Linked DNA regions of Rattus norvegicus: region 1 is linked to region 2. The links are chromatin contacts, called in public Hi-C maps. All regions are on one chromosome and are shown on one strand. Each heading gives the region's core, a stretch centred on a gene start, on an enhancer-like site or on the middle of the called end of the contact. The rest is flanking DNA. Distances are from core to core; before and after follow the strand shown. Region 1 has its middle 27 kb from the start of Bcl10. Region 2 overlaps Ddah1 (dimethylarginine dimethylaminohydrolase 1).

Region 1 (7,060 bases), core at 345-2,844, 100 kb after region 2:
GATAGGCTTGGATAGTGTCCAGGTTAGAATCCTCATGTTAAGACTACAATACCAAGCTGTTATGCTAGATGAAGCTGAGTTCTCCATGAAGTTCTAGGATTAGAACTATTAACAAAAAGAAGAAGTGGGGAATGAAGGATTAAAAATTAATAATAAGCCGCCTAGCTACCCAAAAAGAAGAGGTAGGGTCTGTGAGAACATGAACTTTTCGCCCCTCCCTTGCTGTACAATGGTTCCCGGAACATTCTTGCATGAAAAGTTTCCTGGAACAGCCACAATGACCCATAGCCTCCGGCCACAATGGTCCAATGGCCCTGAAAATGTCACTACCCCTAATCACAATGTCACAAAGTCCTGGGTGTGTTGCCTAGTGTTACACATGACTAGCATATGACCTAAATGTATGGGCAGTTTATGGTTTTGGAATTCCCCTCCTCCCTCCCTCTTGATCCCCCTGGTTTGTGGTTTTTTCCTTTATAAGCTCTGTGAAAATTCAGGTCGGGGTCGAACTCCTCTACTCCCTGTGTGGTGTATGAGTCTCGACCCCAGCATGCTGGCCTGAGCTCTCGTTTCATCTCGCTCACAATAAATCTTCCTCGTGTGATTACAGCAGGTCGGTGTCTGTGTCCTACTGGGTGCGCGTCTTTCCCGAGACTTGAGTGGGGGGCTCCCTTCGGGGGTCTTTCAGAACATTGTCACCAGGGCAAGATGGCAATGAGAATCGAGCGCCAATGCTCCCACTTGTGACCCCAGCACCCAGGAACTGAGGGCAGGTCACCATGAGTCCCAGACCAGCCTGGGCCTCACAATAAGGACCTGCCTCTTAAATTAATTTAAACATCAATGATAGAGTAAATTTTTAAAAAGGATTCCGGTAGGAAATAGAATTCACTGTCCCTTGGAAGAGAGTAGAAGGAACATCTGTGTGTCCAGAGGCCTAAATGCCAAAGGCTGAGTGAGATAGCCCAGCATCACAGCTCTCCTACGCTCGGCAGGGCAAGGAAGGGAGATTGTGCTACTCAGAGTAGGACACGAAGGTGAGTCTTGAACTTGCTGGAGCGGGCTCCCAAGCCGAGAAGCCCCTTTCTCATCTCGCTCTGATCTGCTGCTCACCCCATTGGCTTCTGATGGAGTCCAGGGCTGATGATTCGTAAGGTCAGCGTCCCAAGGTCAGCGTCCCACGACAAAGAGCTGGCAGAGATACCCAGGAGAGAGCTGGAGAGGTCAGGGGACATCTGCACAGAGCCCATGATGGAGAGTAATCGCAGGTCAGAGAGGGTTGGGGTGGGGTGTGCATTGCCAGCACTGTCTCACAAGGCTGGCATTTAAATCCTAACTCTTGGCACATTTCTGGGCTGGAAACGTGTGCTGTGTGGCCAAGCTCTCCTTCACTTGGTATCAGAAAATTATTGGATCCAAATCAGCCGAGGGCGGCCTTGGAGCGAAAGATCACGCCCCAGACCTGCTGGTCCTGGCCCTCTTTAATAGACACTGCGTTGATTCTAAATTTAGACGCAGCCTCTGAGCACTCAGTTCCAAACGTCAAGTTGCTGTCCTACAGCCGTTCCCGGGACTTTCTGGTCACACAAAGTTGTTTAGAGTTCTGAAGCACTCGCCTCTTTGGTTTGACCTTCTGTGTAGACATCCAGCCTGTGTGGGTGGGAGCTAGCTGTTTGGATTTTATGTGGTCACATCACTCATGGGGATAATGGTTTAAAATCCGTGAGGTTCCTTTCATCGGGGTGTTCACGAACCATGAGCAAGAAGAGCCATGAGCTAGACTGGCATGGTGGTTGAGAGATTGTTCCCGAGGCAGCCCTGGGAATGGCAGCATGAACACCAGGATAGGGTGCTCCTCTATTGCCACTGGAGTCTATAATTAGACCCTAGTGGCTTCCCATGCCCCTCTATTGCCTTGGACTCACAGTCAGATACACGCGGGTCCTTCATCTAGCAGATAACAATCTGCACTGAGCCTGCATTGTAAGAATCTGCTTCTGATGGAAGGACTGATGGAAATGACTTCCAAGAGGAAACAGCACTCACTGATAGAGCGAGTGTTTTTTTTTTTTTCTTTCAGCTCTCCAGTGCGTGCCTCACATATACAGCCCTGGGTTTGACCTTCAGGATGGAATGGAGGGAAGGAAGATAGGAAAGAAGGGAGAGAGAGGAGACGAGGAAAACATAAAATAGAGAGAGGAGGAGGAGGAGGAAGAGAGGGGAGGGGGAGGGAAGGAAAGGGAAAAGGGGGAAAGGCAGGCTAATTGAATGAGGTCGGTAGGCAAGTGTGGTATTTGAACCAACACCACGCCATTTTCTTCCCACTCCCAGTTCATGAGACAGAACCCCAGTACCACTTGATGACAGAGTAAGGAACGAGGCTCTCTTGGGATCCAGCAGCTCCCCAGGTGAGATCTGCCTTCCAGAAGACGGGCAAGACATAAATGTCACTCATGCTGGTCCAGCACGTCTGATGCTGAGGGGAAAGTGTGGTCAGAAGATGAGGGTTCTCCTTCCTTCAACCAACCCCTTCCTGTGGGGTGGAGGCTGTTCTCTGAGAGGACAGCTCCAATGAGAACACTGACTCGTGCCTGAACAACCCGCCCTCCCTGAAGGCAAGCTAAAGATGTATGCACGTGGTCCTCAGCAACAAAGCAAACGTGTTGGAGAGAACCGAACAGTTCTTCTGGCCCACCCCATCCAGAGGGATGGCTCCGACATTTTGTCTAGCAGGAGCCTCTCGAGAAGAGCTGGAGTCTTTTCTACAGAACAACTGAGTTCATTTGCAATAGAGAGAACAACACCAAAAACCACCTCTGCTAGCCGATCATATTATCCTGATCTGCAAAACCCTCAGGAACATATGGGAAAGGATCAAAACTAGTAACTGAGCTCGGCATTTCAGGACGCAGGATCAACATTTAAATAAGTCAACGGTATCTCTCTGCACTTAGGATGGACAAACACCCTTAAGAGGATGGTCCCATCTAGAAAATAATCAGGTATGTAAATCAACTTCTAAAGTCAGGATGAGAGACATTCTCTGAAAATGGATGACACTCTTAAAAGAAATCAAAGAACAAAAGGAAAGACAGCTTCTGGAATTAGAATGGGTGGACCTGTTGTGCGGGTGCTGGGAATTGAACCTAGGTCCTCTGGAAGAGCCCCATGCTCTTAACACCTGAACCATCTCTCCACCCTTGCAAGCTTTAAGTTTTACTGCTTTCTACAAAGCACCAGGGGCCTGAAACAGTCGAGATGTCACTGAAAATAGTGGTGGGTGGAGTTGGAGGACTCATGTATCCCAACTTTAAGACTTCAGAAGTGACGATGCAGTGAAGGATTGCATGAGGATAGACTATAGACTGACTAATGACTGACATGAGGACCTGGAAAGAAACCCAGGCACCTACAGTCAGCTTATCCTCAACAGGAATGTCAAAGCTGTGGGACAGGGAAAGGAAAAAATGTATACCCATAAGCAAAGGAGCAAAGCTAGAACCTCCCCCTTCACATCACAGATAAAACTTAACTCAAAACGGATCAGAACTCTAATGCCAGGGCTGTAAAACTCTTGGGAGAGTTGTGGGTCAGCCATTTAACAGTGCTTTCTTAGCATGCACTAACGCTGGGGTTAGAGTCACAGAGCCGTACTAACTGGGCACAGTGATACATTCCTCTAATCCTAGCATTTGGGAGGCAGAAACATGGGGATCAGAAGTCCAAGGTCGTGACAAATGCCATAGCAAGTTCAAGGCTAGCATAGCTTACACGAGATCATGCATCCAATAGAAACAGTATCAGAAACAACAGTACTATTACTAATAATGATAATAACAATAACGATAATAAATGTCTTAGACGAAAACCTACTAGGAAACCTTCACAACCTTGGATTTGTCGTTAAATCCTTATGACACCGAAACTATGAGCAAACAAAAGAAAAACAAATTTGGCATATTAAAACTGAAAGCATTTGTGCTTCAAAGGAAACAGATAAGAAAGTGAAGATAGTTTACTAAGTGAAAGAATTTACAAACTGTGTACCAGAAAAAAAGGACATGTATTTACAACACAAAAAGAACTCCTGTGGCTTGATCATAAAAAGGCAGTTTGAAAATAGTTCAAAGGTTGAAGGGTTACCTCTCCAGAGAATAGATAAAAATAAATAACCAATGGCCATGGGGGCAGATGTTTGGTGTCATTAGTTACCAAGGATGTTCCAACTAAAGTCACAGTGGGACCTGGGGAGAGCTCAGCTCTTAAGGGCACTTGTTCTTGCAGAGAGGACCAGAGTTCAATTCCCGCCACTTCTATGGTGGCTCAAAACCACCCTTAACTCCGGCTCCAGGGAACACTGTGCCCTCTTCTAACCTCCTCAGGCACCAGGGGCACACGTAGTGCACAGACATACATGTCAGCAAAACATCCATACACGTAAAATAAACAAAACTAAAAAGACAGCTAAATCACAGCGAGGCACGACTTTGCATTCACTAGATGTGGGTTAGAGTCAAAAGTCAGACCTGAAGAGAGGGCTCAGTGGGTAATAGCGCGGGCCACACAGGCATGAGGACCTCAAGTAGAATCTCAAACACTCACATAAAGCTATGCACAGCCACACTCACACCTGAAACCATAATGCTTTGAAAGCAGAACAGAGGAAGATCAAATTAGCTTGCTGGCTAGCCCAGCTCTAGGCTGAGAGAGAGAGAGAGAGAGAGAGAGAGAGAGAGAGAGAGAGAGAGAGAGAGAGAGACTATACCTCTAAGAAATAAAGGAGAGAGCAGAAGAGCCAGATACCTGATGTCCTCCTCTGGTCTTCACGCACACAGGGGGCAAATGTATGTACCTAAACATTCATGTGCCCATACAACACACACACACACACACACACACACACACACACCACAGAGCAAAACTAAGTCTTAATTAACACTCACTCCGCTCACACCTCGAAGGGTATGAGGCCGTGAAGTAGGAGGACTTATCCATCAGTGTTTGGTACCCAGCGCGCTGCTGCACAATGGAACCTCTTACTTCCTGAATGGATTAATCAGCTTTTCACCAGCACCTGCAACCACACAGCTCAGAAGCTGCCATTCCTGAAACTACCCTAGCCCCCCAATTAGAATTCATTCTCTTCTGTGGCTAAAATGCATTGACAGAACTCAACCCTGAAAATTGGACTGCGTAAATGATCCCTCGTGGAATGCCTCTTACCGTCGCAGCCCTTGAGAGGAAGAGAAAAAGAGAGAGAGAAAAAGAGAGAAATAGAGAAAGGAAGGAAGGAAGGAAGAAAGGAAGGAAGGAAGGAAGGAGAGAAGGAAGGAAGGAAAGAAGGAAGGAAGGAAGGGAAGAAGGAAGGAAGGAAGGGAAAGAAAGAGAGAGAGAGAAAGAAAGAAAAGAAAGAAAGAAAAAGTACAGTACTCCTTTTCCATTGTCTAAAACTCAAGTGCATATACTTACCATGAATGCCAAATTCCTGTGACAACCTGGGAGCCCGGATCTTGGTTCTCAAATGCAGCATCACAGGTGGGTCTTTGCTGTGCCTATCCCGCCAGGGTGGCCACTGATCAGCAAAAGGAGATGAGAGTGAAGTTTGCTCAGAGTGGTACAACTGAGGGACCTGGGACCAAGCTGCTCGGTCCAGTGAGTCCCTGAGGGCTGTGCACCTACAGTGTCTTTACAGAGACAAGAAAGACAGGCACCACACCATGCTCTCTAGTGGCACTTCCTTGGCGTGGCTTGCCCTTACTCCAAAACGTACCCCTCCCCCTACACACATGGACTCCTCCTCGAGTCCGGTTCTTCAGCCTGAACCATAATCCACCACAGGTCACAGCTGGCGCCTTCTTGATCAACATAAAGCAAAACCCTGGAAACATGCTGTGGAGATGGCTCAGTGGGTAGAACACTAGCTGGGTTCCCGGCACTCCTGTAAGCGCCCAGTGGGTCACGCTCATAAGGTAGAGACGGGATTGATGGAGTGGTCTGATATCCCGTCCGCTATCACGATAAAGCACTGAGACCCGCAGCTTAGAAGAGGAAAGAATTTATTTGACTCACACTTCTAGGTCACAGTCAGTCATGGAGCAAAGTCAGGCCAGGAAGCCAAGCAAGAAACCACGAGGGAACACTGCTTGCTGGCTCCCTCGGGGGTTCATACTTACCGAGCTCTCTTACACAACCAGGGACCACAGTCGGCTGGGCTCCCCTACGTCAACTAGCAATCAAGACAAGCTCCCACAGACGTTCCCACAAGCCAGTGTGATGTGGGTGCTCCCTCAGCTGAGACTCCCTTCCCAGAAGACCCTGGGCTGCATCAGGGCGGCAATTGAACTACCTACGACATGGGGTAAGCTGGCTCGCTAGATGCTCTACCAGTGAGCTCTGGCTTTAACTCAGAGACCCACCCTCTGAGAATAAGGTGGGAAATGATGGAGGAAAATTCCCAGGATTAACCTCAGCCCTAACACACCTCATGCTCTGGTACACACACATATGCACGTGTACTCATGCACACACTTGCATGCACACCGCACACACGCACACAGGACAGCTTTTTAAGGTTGAAGTAATAGTTGATTGCCATAGCGCTGCCAGATCCTCCTTTTCTTCTAGACCCTTGTGGCTCCGTGGTACCAGGACATGACCTCTTTCCTTTAACTCTCACAAATGCCCCATGGAGTAGATGAAAACAAAACAAAACAAAACAAAAAACTGGGGGCCATAGGCTGGAGAGATGGCTCAGCCGTTAAAGGCTAGGATCACAACTAAAAACTGGGGACCAGCCACCAGGTTTATCAGCACAGTACTTGTATCCTAGCACTGGAGGGGCAGAGACAGGCAGATCTCTCTGAGTTTGAAGCCTTCCTGGTCTACATAGAATGTTCCAGGCCTCGTTGGCCTTCATGGTTAGCCAGAGATTTCCTGAGCATGGATCTGGGGCTGTCATCCAGTTCTGTTCAGGAGCTCAGCCCTTACCCTCCACACTGTCTTCTGCTTGACATTGAAAGCGAGTGTTCCAGTAGAGTTGACAATTTCAAATAATGACACA
Region 2 (7,185 bases), core at 3,859-6,358:
GGTAACTTCGGGAGTGAGGAAAAGCCCTTAGGTGAGAAGCAGAAGCAGCCATTGAACACAGGAATCTAGTGTTGGGTGGAGGTTCTGATGCCGCCGGAAGTGAGTAGTTGCGGGAACAAGCAGGCAGCAGATGGTGGAGACATGGGAACTTACAGATCCGCACAGCAATGGATTAGAGTTAAAGAGACTGCTGTGAATCCATATTTGGTTTGGGGGATGCAGATGGTTACATGTGGAAATGCTTACAGATGTTTCTATGAGTTCATATAGTAAATATTACATATGCATACACACACACACACACACACACACACACACACAAATATGTTTTTGTGCTCTGTTGGCTGAGAGAGATTAGAAGGAGCAATCCCCCCGTAGTACCCATAGGTAAAATGTATCATTGGGCACCAGGAGCAGACTGAAAAGTTCTCAATGGCCAAACAGGGAGCCATGCTCTTGGTTTGTAACGTGAAGTGTGATGTAAACACCTTTGGGTGTCTCCTGTTGTAAACAAGTCAGTGGAACAATACAAAGACACGTCTCTCACATAGAAGAATTCTGAAACATTTACGTAGCATTCTGCCTTTAAGGAGGTAACCCAGAACTACTACTCTCTAAATATGGGCTGCATGTACAAAGACTTTGGAATAGTGGGCCAAGGGGATCAGGGCAGAAACTGGACAAACACCACCTCAGTGGGGTGGTCCAGGTCAGTGTCAGTGAGGTAAGTTCGCACTGAGAGTGAGCTGTCAGTGTCAAGTGGTGGAAATGGCCCTTCTCCTCCTCCATCTCTGCCATCCCATACACCGTAAACCTGGTGTCTCAGGAGGAAGGAGCATCAGTCAGATCCAAAGTTGGGGACAGCCTACAAAGAAACCATAAGATCTGACTGACCATCCTTACAGCTGTCAAAGTTTCCAACTTAAGGGATGTCTAAAAACTGTCATGGCCAAGAGGAGCCTCAGGGAGACAGGGTGAGTGAAGGATAATGCCCTATCCAGACTTGATTCTTCTCTCCTGTAGTTAGTTCTTGGTAATGTAGCAATGTTCAATAATGAATGCACCATTGTAATTAATATGTCAGTAACTTGGGGAACTGTTTGCGGGGTGCATGAGAAAACTGCACTGGCTTACAGACTTTCAGTAAATCTAAGGCCTGAAAACAGGGCTCATTTTTAAAATGTGTTAGCCAGACATTTTCACTGCCACCCTGTGACAGCACGAAACTCCGAGAGACACTGTTCATGTGAAATTCAGGGTGAGCAGTCTCCCTATGAACCTCTGCACCCCACCTTTACAGAATCTGCCTCATTGCTGTGCTCAGGACGGAATGTGTACTGGCTGGTTTTGTGTCAACTTGACACAAGCTGGAGTATCACAGAGAAAGGAGCCTCCCTTGGGGAAACACCTTCATGAGATCCAGCTGTAGGGCATTTTCTCAATTAGGGATCAAGGTGGGGGGACCCAGCCCATTATGGGTGGTGCCCTCCCTGGGCTGGTGGTCTTGGGTTCTATAAGAGAGCAAGCTGAGCAAGTCAGGAGAAGCAAGCCAGTAAGTAACATCCCTCCGTGGCCTCTGCATCAGCTCCTGCTTCCTGACCTGCTTGAGTTCCAGTCCTGACTTCATTTTGTGATGAACAGCAATGTGGAAGTGTGAGCTGAATAAGCCCTTTTCTCCCCAACTTGCTTCTTGGCCGTGATGTTTGTGCAGGAATAGAAACCCTGACTAAGACAGGACGGTTGGGCTGAATCTGAGGCTACTCTTTTTCAGAGAAGTATATAAGGGTTTGTATATATAACATTCTCCATGGGCTCGTGTGTTTAAACACTGGCTCAACAGCTGACGGCACTGTTTTGGGATATTGTGACTGTGGAACCTTTGGAAGGACAGATCTATCTGGAGGAAGTCAGTCACTGAAGGGTAAGCCCTGTGACTCATAGTATAGCTCCATTTCCCATCCCACCTGTTTCCTGATCCTCCCAGAGGTGTGTGAGCAACCTCATGGAGGTCAATCAGGTCCTTTCTCCGTTAAGTTGTTTTCTGTCAGATGTTTCGTCACATCAACGGGAAAATAATGAACACAGCACGTAAGGCACTTGACCTCTTCACCTTCACACCGAGAAAGACAAAGATGGAGTCCATCAAGGGACACGTGACATCTTGCCCTTACTGTACAGTGACCTCAGGCAGAGACAGGTACCTCTGCACAACCTGAACGGCGTTCCTAGGGTTTCAGCGCCCAACACCAGGAGAGAGGACCCTGTACATGGTCATAGCTTGAGAGGAGACACCGTGTCTCTCCAGCGCATCGAGAGGGGGGATCCCCAACGACCAAAGAGATGCTCTATGCTCTGACTGCTTGAGCAAGAGCCCAAAGGTCAAAACGTTTTGCTGGTTCCTCTGAAGCCTTGGGCACTTAAACTTAGATATGTAAATGAGATATTAAACCCCCCATGGACTGTGAGGCCTCCTCTCAGCACTTGGTCCAAAAATTATGTCCCCCAGAGCTTTAGGCTATAAAATCATCCCATTCCGGGCCAAATTGATGTCCTTTTACTTTCTGTTTTTATAAATTACCAACCCCAGATGTGTCAAATTATGTAACGAAAACCATATAAAAAGAAATATGTATTTTAAAGAATTTAGTAATTTTCATATTTCCACAGGGGGTTTCTTGGTCTTATTTCAATGAGAGAGAAGAAAAATTAACCTTTTGTGCTTTCCCCTTTTGTGGCAACGCCAGGGGAGCGTGAATTGTCAGGGAAAATGCTTTCTTGGGCCAATTTTCTACGTCCAGGAGGGCGGGCTGCGGAGATAAGCCCCGTGCTGAAGCAAGCCCGCACGTCCCTGTTTGGTCTTGGATCTTATCTGCTCAAAGCAACAACAGCAGCTTCCTAACAAGGAGACGGCGCAGCCTGTGTTTGTGCCTCTCGCCGGAATGTTTGCCCAGAGCACCGTGGATTTCGCCATTATGTCCATCCCTACACAGGGTCTTTGAACGCTTATCGTCTGCCACCATTTCCTCCTGCCTGCCCCCATTTGTAATCATTAGCAGAATGGAATGTGCTGTGGTAAAGTGTCTGATGCTTAACATTGCCAAGACGCACCGGAAGGCTGTGTGTGTGTGTGTGTGTGTGTGTGTGTGTGTGTGTGTGTCTATATATATCTATATATGTATATGTGTGTGTGTGTGTGTCTATATATATCTATATATGTGTGTGTGTCTATATATATCTATATATGTATATATGTGTGTGTGTGTGTGTCTATATCTATCTATGTCTATATATCTATATCTATATATATGTGTGTGTGTCTATATATATCTATATATGTATATATGTGTGTGTGTGTGTGTCTATATCTATCTATGTCTATATATCTATATCTATATATATGTGTGTGTGTCTATATATATCTATATATGTATATATGTGTGTGTGTGTCTATATCTATCTATATATGTATATATGTGTGTGTGTGTGTCTATATATCTATATATGTATATATGTGTGTATGTGTGTATGTTGTGTATCTATATCTATGTCTATATATCTATATCTATATATATGTGTGTGTGTCTATATATATGTATATATGTATATATGTATATATGTGTGTATGTTGTGTATCTATATCTATCTATGTCTATATATCTATATCTATATATATGTGTGTGTGTGTCTATATATATCTATATATGTATATATGTATATATGTGTGTATGTTGTGTATCTATATCTATCTATGTCTATATATCTATATCTATATATATGTGTGTGTGTCTATATATATCTATTTATATCTATCTATATCTATATCTATATGTGTGTGTATCTATATATATCTATATATGTATATATGTATATATGTGTATATGTTGTATATCTATATCTATCTATGTCTATATATCTATATCTATATATATGTGTGTGTGTCTATATATCTATTTATATCTATCTATATTTATATCTATATGTGTGTATCTATATATCTATATATGTATATATGTATATATGTGTGTATGTTGTGTATCTCTATCTATATCTATATATCTATATCTTATATATGTGTGTGTCTATATATATCTATTTATATCTATCTATATCTATATGTGTGTATGTGGTGTGTGTGTATCTATATATATCTATATATGTATATATGTGTGTATGTTGTGTGTGCATCTATATCTATTTATCTATATCTATATATATGTGTGTGTGTGTGGTGTGTGTGTGTCTATATCCATCTACCTATATATGTATGTATGTGTGTATCTATATCTATCTATATCTATCTATCTATATATGTTTGTATGTATGTGTTGTGTGTATCTATATCTATCTATATTTATATCTATATATACATATGTATGTGTGTGTTGTGTGTGTGTTTTGTGTATCTATATCTATATCTATATATATGTGTGTGTGTGTCTATATCTATCTATATATGTATGTATGTGTGTATCTATATCTATCTATATCTATCTATCCATATATGTTTGTATGTGTGTGTTGTGTGTATCTATATCTATCTATATTTATATCTATATATACATATGTATGTTGTGTTGTGTGTGTGTTTTGTGTATCTATATCTATCTATATCTCTCTCTATATATGTGTAATGTTGGCCTTGACTACAATCAATCACCAGTACTGCCAAAATAGATAAGTAAATAAATAGACCAGGGACATCCCTTAAGACTGCCCACCCCCTTTTTAAAAAACAAATCAGCTTGGTTTCAAATTGGAATATCTCCCAATTATTTTCCAGTCCCTTACCTGAACGTAACAGTTTCTGAGAAGTGTGGCTTTTACTGCAGATAAATGGAACAGATGCCTCTTGGAACCTAGAGATGACAGTTAGGGATTTTTTTTTCTCCTTGAGTAGGAAGATGGCGGTGACCACTGGGAGAATCACAAAGGGAGACGGGTAAAGAAAGCTGCCTCTAGGGCAGCAAGATGGAGTCACAGACCAACTTCGGTTTTCTGCAAAGAACCCATTGTGCGCATCCTCAGAGAACAGGACTGAACTTCACAGTCAGCAGAGCTGAGGAATGGACGGGTCAGCACTGGGGAGGGGCCAGAGAATGGCATGATGGGAGGGGCGAGGTCAGAATCCTTCGAATGCTTGCCCTTTGAAGCGGCTGTCTCTCTGAATGGAGCTCCTGACCATGGCTGGCCAGAGTTCCCTTCTGACCACTGTTGCCACCCCATCAGGCAGACTCATCCAGCCCTGCTAGGAGGTGGTTTTCCTTGGTCCATTCCAGCTCCTGGCTGCATGCTGTGCTCCACACAGCCACCCAGCCCAAAAGCTTGGCTTTTGAGGGAGCTGAAATGTCATGTCGTGATGCCAGGAGTGTCCTACCCCTGAGATCACATTTCCCTCCACCTTAGGAATGTGGTTGTTTCCTAGTTGGTGGGTTTCAGCCACAAAGATTGTATTATTAAAATTAAATTCCAATGTGGCCTTCCATGGCGTTCCATGCAGACTTACACCTCCCACTGAAAACTCTTCAAGAACTTGACTAGAAAACAGCAGCTGTCCAGCCTACTCCAGAGCCGACCCCGGAGTTCTGTCTTCTCGCTGGCCTGCTGTCAAGCCTGCTCTAGAGTTGATCCCAGGATTCCACATTCTCACCAGCGGTCCAGCCTTTTGCTTTCTTACAGGCTATCCAGCCTACTCCGGAGCTGACCTCCGGATTCTGAACTCCTCTGCAGAAACTGGAGACACTTGTTTATAAAAATTAACTTCAAAAGTTAGGAACCGCACAAGTAACTAGGGCTTGAGGAGATGTCTTGGTGCAGTGCTTGCTCTGCACGCATATGAACTCCCCAGCAATGGAACCCAGACAAGCAGTGCACACCAATAATGTCTACACTGGGGGTCTAGACGGCCAGACCCCAGGAGCTTGTTGGCAGACCAGACGATCTATTGATCTCTATCTAGGTTCTGTGAGAGACTATCAAAACATAAAGTGGGAGCAGCTAAGGAAAATACCCACATCAACCTCTGACCTCCATTGTATGTGTATGGATATATACCTGCACGCATATACATGAGTCCACGTGCACACACACATGTGCACACACATGCACATACATGCACATACACATGCACACACACATGCGTACACGCACACACACGCACACACATGCACATACATGCACACACCCACACAATGCACATACATGCACACACATGCACACACATGTGCACACGCACACACGTGCACACACACATGCACACACATGCACACACGCACACACATGCACACACATGCACACACGCACACACATGCACACACATGCACACACATGCACACACGCACACAGAGGGATTGCAGGACAGTGGGATAGGCATGTGGCCCTTACCTAGCTGTATGTTGATGGGTGGTTGGGAGGAGGGACAAAAGAGGAGAGGGGAAGGAGAAGAGGGCAGGAGAGGGAGGAAGGGAAGTATGAAAGAGAGATGGGAGGAAATAGAGGAGAAAAGGGAACGAAAAAGGCAAGTATTCAATATGTTCAGACGTCTTAAACTGTAACTAGCTTTTTAAAGAAGCAATAAAATAAGTGCTTGCGTACTTAGCACCAAGATGAGCATAATCAAAACTCGGAAGGCTCTCCTTCCCACATCCCTCTGGATTTGATGCCCACCTGCCCTTATTGTTCATTACAACCGATGACCTACGTGTCACCCCCAAGTAATACTGTTTAGTGCCACTGAACTTCCTGTAACTCGAGTCTAGGTGACTGTGCGACTTCTCTTGCTGACTTGCACTGGAGTTGTTTCTAGGTTCTTGCTGTTGTAAGCGATGCTGCGATCAATAGGTCTTGACAGCTCCTTGGGCTGCGTGGATAGATCGCTCAGATGGACTAGGAGCAGAGCCAGGTTGTAGAATCTCCAGATTTATTCAATTGGGCTAAAATGCCTTCCTACGTGGCTGCCTCACTGACAGTCCCATGGGCAGAGGCCAAGGAGCCTGTGGACCACATCGTCCCGAGACTTCAAATCCTTCTGTGATTTGGTGTCTTTGGTGTGGCCACCAGGAAACGGTGTCCCGCTGTGGTTTCCCCCATTATGTCTGATCTGTGCTGTTCTCGTGTGCTTAGGGCTGTTTGGGGTTTTCACTCATTCTGCTTCTGAGTGGAGTGCCTTTGAGTCCTCCCTGCATGCAT

The links. Hi-C and Micro-C count contacts between places; a contact is called where the count stands out from the background.
Region 1: a Hi-C map of Schwann cells shows a contact between it and region 2, with 6 times the contacts expected there. The contact joins two enhancer-like sites. A contact is called at or near these places in 2 of 12 Hi-C or Micro-C datasets (Schwann cells and psoas muscle).

The regions. Positions count from the first base shown.
Region 1 is chr2:237,470,892-237,477,951 of GRCr8, forward strand. No RefSeq gene overlaps it. Among named protein-coding and RNA genes, the nearest start is that of Bcl10, 27 kb to the right of the region's middle. Within about 2 kb of position 1,595, at least 9 of the 93 cell types and tissues checked have an H3K27ac peak or open chromatin away from gene starts, as enhancers often do. A contact at or near this core is called in Schwann cells, where this site is marked.
Region 2 is chr2:237,363,718-237,370,902 of GRCr8, forward strand. All of the region lies in intron 1 of Ddah1 (dimethylarginine dimethylaminohydrolase 1), which reads left to right. Among named protein-coding and RNA genes, the nearest start is that of Ddah1, 39 kb to the left of the region's middle. Within about 2 kb of position 5,109, at least 4 of the 93 cell types and tissues checked have an H3K27ac peak or open chromatin away from gene starts, as enhancers often do. A contact at or near this core is called in Schwann cells, where this site is marked.